2 separate regions of the Gossypium hirsutum genome follow, and region 1 is linked to region 2. A link is a contact called in public Hi-C data. All regions are on one chromosome and are shown on one strand. Each heading gives the region's core, a stretch centred on a gene start, on an enhancer-like site or on the middle of the called end of the contact. The rest is flanking DNA. Distances are from core to core; before and after follow the strand shown. Region 1 has its middle 14 kb from the start of LOC107934419. Region 2 holds the start of LOC107903621 (calmodulin-binding transcription activator 3).

Evidence for each region. A called contact is a pair of places that touch in the nucleus more often than the background predicts.
Region 1: a Hi-C map of leaf shows a contact between it and region 2, with 3 times the contacts expected there. The contact joins the enhancer-like site here to the promoter of LOC107903621 in region 2. A contact is called at or near these places in 2 of 34 Hi-C or Micro-C datasets (callus and leaf).

What each region holds. Positions count from the first base shown.
Region 1 is chrA12:36,843,417-36,848,993 of Gossypium_hirsutum_v2.1, forward strand. No RefSeq gene overlaps it. Among protein-coding and RNA genes, the nearest start is that of LOC107934419, 14 kb to the right of the region's middle. Within about 2 kb of position 3,900, at least 2 of the 9 cell types and tissues checked have an H3K27ac peak or open chromatin away from gene starts, as enhancers often do. A contact at or near this core is called in leaf, where this site is marked.
Region 2 is chrA12:36,133,959-36,139,996 of Gossypium_hirsutum_v2.1, forward strand. It overlaps LOC107903621 (calmodulin-binding transcription activator 3), which reads right to left and starts at 3,947. Exons shown (of 13, transcript XM_016829714.2): 1 at 3,418-3,947; 2 at 2,799-2,918; 3 at 1,814-1,929; 4 at 1,603-1,691; 5 at 738-780. The coding sequence starts at 3,457.

The DNA.
Region 1 (5,577 bases), core at 2,650-5,149, 710 kb after region 2:
AACCTTAATTTTATTATTTATTACATCTATATTTACATCACAATATTTATAACAAAAAAATACACTCAATCGTGTCGTCGGGGAGAATGTGTACTGCAAGGCGGTGGACGATGGTTGCATAGAAGATTTTTGCGTGCAATTGGAGGTTCAAATGAAGGTACAACCGGAGGTGCATTTGGAGGTGTATCTAGAGGTGCATGCTTGTAGACTTTCTCATCGTCATCATCATCGCCTGAATATGTACCAAGCATGGCCCATTCGGCTATCATTTCTTCGAGTTTGGCAGTGTCATCATTTTCCTCTATGGTCGATTGCTGCTTTGTCCTCGCCTACCATCGTGTATCCGCCACTCTCGTATCCAGTGGTTGCGACAATGAGCCATCCCCATAAAACAGTGATGCGTGCGGTGTTTGGCTCACTATAGGCATGTAACAATAAGGTGCCTCAAATCTGGGGTACATCGGAAAGGTACCGAACATCAACATTGTCATCGACTGCTGCATGGGCATTTGAATCAATATCGCCATTGGTGACAGTGCATATGTCGACGCCTATCCTAACATGGGGTTTGACATCAACACCTGCATGAGGGTGTAGCATGTAGGGATATCGGTGCCCCAAAATATGTACCTGCAAGTACAGAAGAACCAGTCATGGTGGACGGAGATACTTGTGAAAAAACATAGGGCTACTGAATAACGAGAATAACTGGAGTGAACTTACCCGGGCATTGCGTAGCCACAGGCAATGCATCTTCTGTCGAAGTGGATAACGAACTTGTCATGTGATCGTGTCCCCTCCTACGCTGCTACAGTGATTGACGTTGCCTCTTCGCCCGAATTTTCCTATTTCACGCGTTTGGTGGTAGTAGATACGGCTTCCTGACTGCTTTGAACCATGCCAATTAATCATTAATTGTCGCTATATCCATTGAGAAAAATGGTTCACAAATGGGTATGGATTACATCCTACGATCCCACACCTTGATGTGCTCCCCATGCCGCACCACCCAGTCATTGTTGTCATTCGATTAACCTCTTGATCTATGCTAGGGGTGTATTGTTCTATGACCTCCTCCATTCGATCTTCAAAGAGCTTGTCGAAATTATTCTCCAACTAGTTGATCGATATCCAAACACCTTCGAACTTGTCCAGGACCTTTCCTAGTAGTGTTGTATAAAGTTTCACCTTACCCAAAATGATTGCTAATCCCGTGATGACTATTGGCCCATCCATTGGAAAACCAAGTTGCAGCACTACGTCCTCGAGTGTGTTTGTATACTCATTGCATGGAAGATGAGAAGTGTGCTTTGGCCTCCATCTTTCCACCAACGCGATGATTAGTGCCAAATCGAGTTTGCAGCCCCAGGACATGTGAGACTCATGTAAGAATCCAGCCACTTACAAGTAGCCATGAATTTCAGGGATCGCATGCTTTCCCATATTATCAATAAAGCTCTCCAAAACACGATCATTCACCTATTTACACAATAAAAATAATTTCAAATTAAAAAATATTAAATTTAACATTATTAAAATTAACGAAATTTAAATTTTCGTCTTACCATTACTCCTAGGTGGCAAAAATATGCTTGTCGTCGAAGTGGATTAGAAAGGCAATCATTCATGAAAAATCGATTTTAAACAAATACAATACGAGATAATTAATAAAAGATTATTTTTAAATGAAAATATTGAGCACAATCAAAACCAGAGAGTTGAGAGACTTGAGAGGGTTTGCGAGAGTTGAGAAAAGGATGTGAATTAAAGAAAAAAGAAATTTTGGGGCAATTTATAAGGTAAAAAAATTACAGTTGGAATTTTATTTTTATTTTTTTTACCGTTGGCACGGCAACGTTCAAAAAGCCATTGCTTTTTGATTGTTGAGGGAAAGCACATCCAACTAGATGAGTATTCCAGAAAGCACGTCCAACTAGGCTCGTTTTACTACCACCTCTGCAGAAAGCTTGCCCAGCTAGATGCACTTCCATTTCTCTCTTCTAAAATCGATCTATTTCCCTAATTAATTTTAAAACTGGCCTAAAAGCTTTTAGGCCTAATTTAGCCACAGGTTTTACATAAGTAGAACTTTTATTTTATTAAGTTTAACAGAATATTTTCTTTTATAAGAGCTAAACAAATTATCTTCAAGTAAAATTTAAAAGGTTGACTTATTAAATTAGTTCGTATAAACTTCACATTGCATCACATCAAACTTGACATGGTAAATGCATCCTGAAAACTTTTGTATCAAAAGTCGAATTGAATTTTACCACTTCAACTCAAAAAAACAAGCAAATTAATCCATGTTATTTAAATTAAAAAGCTAGTTGATCATTCTACTAAAAAATTCATCCATTTTTACTTTTAAAGATTCGTTCTTGTATATCAATATAAGGTGCACATGGCACGCCATATGTCACTGTCTGGTTATTCCATCAATCACGCCAATTTTTAATAGTATAAATAGATGATATTTTTAACATAAAGGACCAATTTACTCTTTGATATAACATATAGGGACTAATTTTCCTTTTTTAAGTAGGAAGGCAAAATGACTTTTAATATAAGGACCTCCAAAATACTTTTACCAACTTCACGCATACATAAAATCACGAAGATGCACCACTTTCACCTAATGTTTTAAAAATAAAATCAATAGTTAAATTAATTAAACATTTATTTTTTTATTTAATTGATTTGATTAGTTTAATTGTGATTCTGTTAACTTATTAAAAAACATAAAAATTAATATAAAATATTTTTTAAAAATTATAAATATCGTCAATTTTTATCTTAATTTTGGTTTTTTACTTATTCTACTCAATTTTCTCATAAACTGATTCAATTATTTTATCTAAATCGATGTACTAATTGATTTTTAATTCGATTGATTTAACCAATTGATTTGATTCAATTCTAACAACATTATTTAGATCCTTAAACTTTTATTTAAGATGTTATGTCAATTATAAAAATTCACATCTAACATATAAAAAATTATTCTATTGATAAAAATTTAAAAAAAATCTCAAAATTTTATTAAAAATGTCGTTAATATAAATTTAAGATGTATTAAAAAATTATATTTGATCTATTTATATTGATGATTCAAATGATAATATAGAAATCGTTTCGTTTTAAAAATTTTAAATGATGATCCTCACCTGGCCTAATAAATTTTCATAATTTCTTAATGTGTTACAAAATTGGGAAGCCTTAGCTGGTAAGTCAAAATCTAAGCCTTCATTCTTTAATATTGTGGAAGTAAGACACACTGCAAATTTATTATAGAGATTTTCTATTAAAAGTGAAATTAATTTTTACTTTTTTAATAAAAAATTAGATTAATTAGTTCATATACATGATTAAAAAGTAAATTAGTTTTATTAAAAAAATTTATTTATTTATGTTGTTAAAAATTGATCCATCCATGACAGCATAAAGTATATATGGCACGTCACATGTTACTATCTGATCATTTTGTTAATCACACTAATCTTTAATTGTACAAATAGATGAAATTTTCAATTGAAATTACTAATTTACCCTTTTATCTAATATAAAAAGACTAATTTACTCATTTTTTGAATAAAAAACAACTCCATATACAAACATCTCCTTAATACTTTTACCAAATACCATCTACATACACATTATACTCAAGCTTAGATAGATTTACTAAATGATTTGTTTTTTAATTGATGACAAAAAGATTGAGCTGAGCATTGGTTGAACATGATAGAAAAAAACAAGAGAAGTCCATTAATGATTTATTTCGTTTTTTGCTCTTTATTGAAAGATAAAAATAAATGGTATGGTGTTGGGCCACAACCACAGCAATTTATGGACTGTTTTAGTCAAGTATCTCTTAGCCAATAGGCTTAGGCCTGCCTCCTTTTCTCACACCAATCCCACCTCTAACCTGTTGACACCCATGCAATCTAAATAATCCCTCTCATCCCTTTTCTTTTCCCTACTATCATTTAAACCCATGCTAAAATAATATTACGGGTTAATGATATACTAATTTAATTGAAAAAAATTTAATTTATATTTTTTCTTAAATATTTATATTATTTTAATGAATTTTTTATATTTTTATATAATATTTAAATAAATTGATTTTATTTTAAAATAAATTTTTATATAAAATATTTTCTTTCACCTAAGCTATGTATATAGATAATATTCTTGGTTGAGTTAATGCCGTAAGTCAACTTGCCATCAATTCAAAATTGATGACAACACTGTGATAAACAATGATAGTGCGCATAATATTCTTAATTTGAAATATTTAAGTGTTTAAATTTCGTTTTACTCACAATTTAATCTATTTTATTTATTTTAATATAGTACATATTTCATGTATTATTATTAATTAATTTTAAATTATCTGTTTCATTATTTATTATGCATTAGTTTTAAACACGCCATTATATAAATATATATAATGGTGAAAAGGAAAGATGAATTACATCAAATGCATAAAAGTACCATTTATTTTATCTTTTTGTAAAAATTCTAAGATTTCTATAGATGTCACATCAAAGACATGTAAGATCGATTTCTAATTCAAGCTATGTTTAACAAGTTAATCCATCACCAAGTTCTGCTTTCTCAGTATGTGATTGATCTTCCACTACCCTTCAGATTTGATGATACGTTGAGTCCTTCTAAACACAATAATCTCTGGATTAATCCCAAATCAGTCAAGGCTTGTACTACTTCAAAGTTATCAACTTAAATTATGGCCCTTCTGTATCTCTTATTAAGTAAAATAAAGATCTCATCTAGGATACAACATTATATTTTAAATACATTATTTTTACATACATACGTGTTTGATAAAATTTCTAATATACGAAGAAAAGTCCCCTTTTGTTAAATTATTGATGGGAATAAATAAATTTAACAATTTAAAATTAGTTATCCACTATGGGTAAAAATAAAATATAATATGTAAAAAATAAAGAAAACATTGTGGCCATTCAAAAAATAAAATAAAAAGTTGCTAGGGGAATATTTTTAGATTCTCCAAAAAATTATTATATAAATCCTTATACCGGCGATTAGAATAGTTGCTATGGAATATTTTAGACTTTCTAAAAGAATAAATTAATATATGGTAATTATTCTGTGAGTTGATTTTTTTTTTAAAATTCCTTAATATACTAATTATATAATCATAGTATAATATCGTTTTTTATTAATCGAAATATATTGTATCGGTTCTAATTCAATTAAAAAGTTTAAACAAAATAGTAGAGATATTATTTGAAGTGAATTTTATTTTTCATGTAAAATTTTAAAAAATATCTATATATTATTGAATTTGAATTCAAAATATTAAATTTTTTAATATTTTAATTTTATCATTTCAATCAAAATTATATTTTATTATTATATCAATTTTTTTATAAAATTTTCACTCATATTATAAATGTGTCATAATCTATATATATTTATTTTGCTTACATATTTACTTTAACTCTTGATATTAGCTCAATTTAGAACAATTACATTATGTTATAGCTTTTTTTCTTCTCATAAAAACAAAATATTTTCAAGTCATTT
Region 2 (6,038 bases), core at 2,697-5,196:
ATAGAATGCCTAGTCCTGGTACAACAGGGGCAAGTTCACCACCTAATGTGAGTTCGTCCAAGTTAATGGCACCAACAGACAGTAGAAAATATGAAGGAAGAAAATGAGCAATCATTCAAGGTAAAGATAGCCACACAGCTTAGATGGAAATAGCTCAAGTAAATAAACGGGAGTGAGAAGACATAGTGGACAAAGCAACAAACAATACAAAGTTTATACTGCTCAAGTATATATACATATACATATACATATATATAATATTGACCATATAATACAACATCTGACCATCAACACAGTACAAAATACAATACTTATCCTTGATTTAAGCCAAGAAAACTATGTTCTTGGCCTGCTGAAATTTTTGCATGCACAATAAAGAAACCAAGTAAAAATGAACATAACTGAATGTATTAACTTGTTTTAGAGCATTCAGACCGTACCACTTCAAAATGTACAAATGAAGAGATAAGAAAGACGTCTATAAACAAAAAGCTGCTCCATCAATTTATATCAACTTCTTAAAACTCCTTTTTGGCCAGGTAATAATATTCAGAATTCTGTACCCATACCATCATCTAAAGCTAGAAATATATGGGTTTCAATTTCTAACTTTTACCAGTCAAAGAATCTTCTAACAAACGAAGCTATAAAACTATTATAAACTTCAAATAGTTCTTTCAAAGATGGAAAAGCAGGTGCAGAAAGAAAAAGAAAAAGGTGATAGAAAAAGGTCTGACCTTTACATCTCGATAGTGGACAAGAACAATGTGCGAGAGATCCCTACACATAGCAGTGAATTATGTCAGCAACCAAAGAGAGATTCCTTAAATTAGTACTGCAGCAGAGAAACTAATTACAGTTTCAAGCAAAAAGCACATGCATTTCAAACAACAAAATATGACCCACATTAGCAGAATTGATTGCAAAAATTAGAAATCTCTGCCAACATGCTAAATAGTCTATTATCGTAATGCAAAACATACTATAAAAAGACAAGGAATCTTAGCTTTGGTATTTCATTATGTTAACCTTATTGAAGGTATAAATATGAGTTGATTGTTGACCAAGTTTTTTCCTAATTTTAGAGAAGAAAAGTCGAACTGATCAACAGAATTTCAGACTTAACAGCCATCTTTTCAATGTAGAAACAAAATATCAGAATTAATAATGCATGTAACATAGAAGCATCCTATCATGGAAAAGAAGAGGATAAAACCGAGTTCAGTACAGGCATAAGCAAAAGAAAATTTTCAATACAGTCTAAACTGTCTTGGTGTATCGGTTTAACTGACATGAAAGAAAATAAATTCTAGGTTCAAATTTTAGTAATAGAAAAATTAATGGACGAGTGTGTAATTTTCAGGAACAAGAAAAAATATGATTGCCTTCAACTCTCAGTGTCTCCATCACATAAGTTTAGACTATCAACTCCAAAGTAGAGGAAGAATTTTTTTGTAAATCACACCTAACTATAATTTCATTGAGTGAAATAACCAAGTATAACTAAAGCTAAATTTAATTGTTGAAATAGAAAATGTAATGCACACACAATAATGTCAAAACAATGACCGCCACATGGCCCATAAACATATAAAGACTCACTCTTCAAGCATCCAATAACTGCGTCTTTGAAAATTTTCATTTTCTTCTCCATGAGCATAGTAGCAATGCAGAACATCAATGCTTCCTGCCTGAAAAAAATCAACATCTTTCCAATGGTTTTCACTTGAAGCAAAGAAAACTTCATACAAAATGTGTTCTTTCTTACCACAAAAGAATTCAACATAGACGACAAGATGACACTGACTCTTACCTTGAGTCTCTCATGAGCTTCCTTCACTGTCTTCCCATCCTTTTTCTTCCTCCAGTTATGTCCATCCTTTCTAAAGTATCTCAGTACCTTTCGATCAAAAAGAAAAAGTGAACCACCTGAAAACAGAAACAGTTGGATAATTAAATTTGGGATGTTTGCATAGTTTAAATATCAAAATGACCTTCAATCCAATTTGGGATGTTAGCATATTTTAAATATCAAAACAGCCACTAACCGAATTCAGGATGTTAGCATATTTTAAGTATCAAACAACCATTAATTACTAGTAGCAAACTTGTTCTGCTCATTATTGTAGAGGATGAATCTAACCCAAAATAAGTAATCTAAAAAATGCACCAAGACAAGCACTGGACTGTGTGATTTTGTAATCAATAATCAGCAAGCTATCCATCAACCAAGGGGCTAAATTAATAACCCAGAATAATAGAGAAATAAGATATCAGCAGATTTTAGGAAAAAGTAAGCTATTTAAATTTAGATATTTAAATTTAGATGTCAAGTTAATGATGTAATTTTACCCGCCCTGGAATCAGAGGACTGAACGCACACACACACACACACAAAAAAAAAAAAAAAAAAGAGAGAGAGAAGAATGGCATTATGAGAAAATAAGAAATAATATAGTAACATGGTTTGTTTGAGAACATTTTAACTATAGTATTTACATCATAAATGGTTTTCTATCTGAAGCAGAATCCAAATACAATTCCATTACCTAGGAAAAGGATTAAAAGAATTGAAAGACAGCACATTGACGTGGAATATTTGAGAAAAGAAAGCTGCAATCCCACAAGGGAAAGATATTGAGCAGATATTCAAAGAAGCAAATGATAATATTATCCTAAATGGCAGGAGAAATAGAACTTCAGAATCAAAAGAGCAATATTTTCATGATGTCAAGATAATTATCAACCTATCATCATCTAACAGCATGAACCATTACAATGCAATTCAAAGATCATACTTGGTGGCATATGTGCTGGTTCGGAAGAAATGTGGAATTTCTTATAATTTCTAAGAATTTCACATATTTCAGCTGGTCTTAGCCACCTATGCTGCGCTTCCAGGAGTATTTGATCAATATCTGCACCAAACAAGATGAGAGAGTTCGCTCAAATCTATGCATATAACTTCATATCAAAAAGTAAAAAACCATCAAATTACTCAAACCCTCACATTAACTTCGTAATAAAAAAGATTCTTGATTAATACAAAGCTCTGTGTACCAAAGAAGAAGAAAGTCAAAACAGCTTCATTTGCCTTTTAATTCTGACCCTAAGTCTCTCTCTTTTCAACAAAATTAATACCCCCTCTGCTTAACCATTTCTCTTCTTCCGCATAAAAGAACCCGAATGAGAAGCCATAGTCTCGAACAAATTAATTTAAAACCCACCACAGAAACTAAAGTATAAGCAAGAGCACTACATTTTAGTAAACCAAACCAATAAAAAAAAGGGTGTTAAAACATGCAAATTTCAACATTCACTAGAAACACAAATAAAAGATAATGTAAAAAACTAGGGGGACCCCCGGGGGGGGGGGAGAAATGAAATAGAATATAGAAGAGCCAATTATATAGGTACCAAGTTGATTAGTAAGGACATCGCGCCTAGACTCTGCCATAATCTTGGCTTTCTTTCTTCTTTTTCTCTGTTCAACTCACTCTCTCTCTTAGCTCAAAATATAAAACCCTTGAGAAAAAGCTCCTTTCCAAGGACAGAAGTTATACTCATTTAAGGATCTGTTAAAAGCCCAAAACAAAACAAAAAAAAGAACGCGGTTTATCGAGAAAAGAGAAAGTGGGTGATCGAAGGTAACGCGCCCTTGCTATGTAAGTTTTAATCTCGTTTGTAAAGAAGAATTTTAAAATACAGAAAATTTATATATACATATTTACAAGAGAAAGAGGGAGGAAATCGCCGAGGAAATGGATGGAAGAGGGATTATCACTATCACCCAGGATTCAACGTCGTAGACTTTCTTCGCTCCACTTTTTGACCACCCTTCTCACTTATTGAAACAATCTGCCTCTACCATTATCTTTTATCATTTACCCCAACTTGACTAAACTTTTCTTTTGGTGACAAGGGTACATAAACTATCTTTTATCCATTTTACACTAATTTATAATTTACCCTTTAAATATCATCATTGGACGTTTAAAATATAATTTTTAATTTTTTTTCTTATATATTATTTTTCTCTTTATTTTTTTTTGTTTTCTTTTCCATTTTCTTTCTTCTCCCTTTTATAATATTTGTCAAATACTAACAATATTTATACCGAAAATAAAATACTATTCAAAATTCACTCGCTCAAAATTAAAACACTAGCCATTAATTATATTTTCAAATTTTACTCTCTGCTTGTTGAACCTAGCCAGATTAAAAAAGTTCATTCATCAATCAAAATTAGTGTTTTTAAAAATCGAACAGATCTATTGGACAAGAAGCTGACTCGAATATCAATCTGAAGATAAAAATTGGCTTGGTAACTTTTCGTTTTGGGGTTTTCATACTTGGGATTGAATATTAATTATATGCTGAAATTGGATTGAGCATGTCACTCGGCTAAATTGATAATTGGGGACTTTATTTGTTTTTCAGCTATAAGCCAGATAAACAAAAAAATTTTCTTCAAAGGCGGTGTCATGCAATGAGTTTTTTTCTAAAAGCCACTCCAGTTCTGCTAACTTAACTTAATAAATGATGGTTTAATTAGATGAACATTTTCCTAAAATTAACAAAGGCAACTGCGACACACAACAGGTCTTACACTGACACACAATAAGCTGACGCCAAGTCCCAGACAGGTCTTACACTAGCTTGTATATCTCGAGGCTAATGGATGTCCCAAACATGTCTTACACTAGCTCTCGTCTCAAAGCCAATGCATGTGCCAGACATGTCTTACACTAGCACACATATCACCCAATGTCATGGCATGAATATCCAAATCTATTCCTAAAGTTCAACCGGTAGTCTTTACTACGTTAATTTCTCAATGTGCATACTCATATTCACAATCATAACAATTTATGCAATATCAATTCAATCACAAATCATAACAATATAGTTGCATTATTAACATACAACTTACCTCAGATTACAAAATGTAGGCGACTAGTCGGTTTTAATCTACTTGGATAGCCTTCCCCTGGTCTAGGTTCGAATTTTGTGTTTCTTGATCTAAAATAATAAAAATTCATCCATTTAATTACTAGATAAATTTATACAATCAAAAATTCATATTTTTTTGCAAAATGACCATTTTGCCCCTAAACTTTCACAAAATGAACATTTTATCCCTAGGCTCGAAAATCAAATTTTATCGAATTTCTTCATGCCTTAATCCTAGACAAACCCTTTTTACTCTTATAACATCCCAAAATTTCCATTATTTCACCACATTACTATCTATTTTACAATCTTTACAAAATGATCCTATTAGGGTTTTCATGAGAAGTTCTTTCACAAAAGTTGTTTATTTCACAACCATAACTTATATTATTCCATAAAATTTCAGTTAACAACATATATGCTTTCATAGGAAAACCCTAGACTCTCAACCATTTTGCAAAATAGTCTCTTCATTAGTTAGCTCATGCTATAAGGGTTCCAAAAGTACCAAAATCATAAAAAATAACCATCTAAATCACTTACTTGAGAGAGGAATAAATGGCTGAAAGTTTCAAGCTCCCATGGCTATTTCTTGGAGGAAAAATCGGTGGAAGAAAGAAGAGTAAAAAGATGACAACATTTTTCTCTTTATTTTATTTCTAGACAATATTAAGTCATCAACTCACCTAACCATTTGACCAATTGATTTATCTTGTCCCTACGGTCGGCCAAGCTTCTTTTAAGGGTCTAATTTCACTTTAAAGACCTCAAATTATGGCTCTCTAGCTATTTAACACCTTTGGCTAGCAAATCACAACTTTTTCCCTTTATGCGATTTAGTCTTTTTTTTTGCAATTAGGCTCACAATGCTAAAATTAATTCACCAAAATTTTCATACACTCATATAATCATACTATGACACCAAAATAAAAATAATAATAATTTCTTGACTTCAAAATTGTGGTCCTGAAATCACTGTTCTGACTAAGCCCAAAATCGGTTTGTTACAAAACTGTTGGATCAGCTAGGGTTTTGATTTGTAGATACTAAGATAAGCACCATTTGGGGAAATGTTGGGAAAGAAT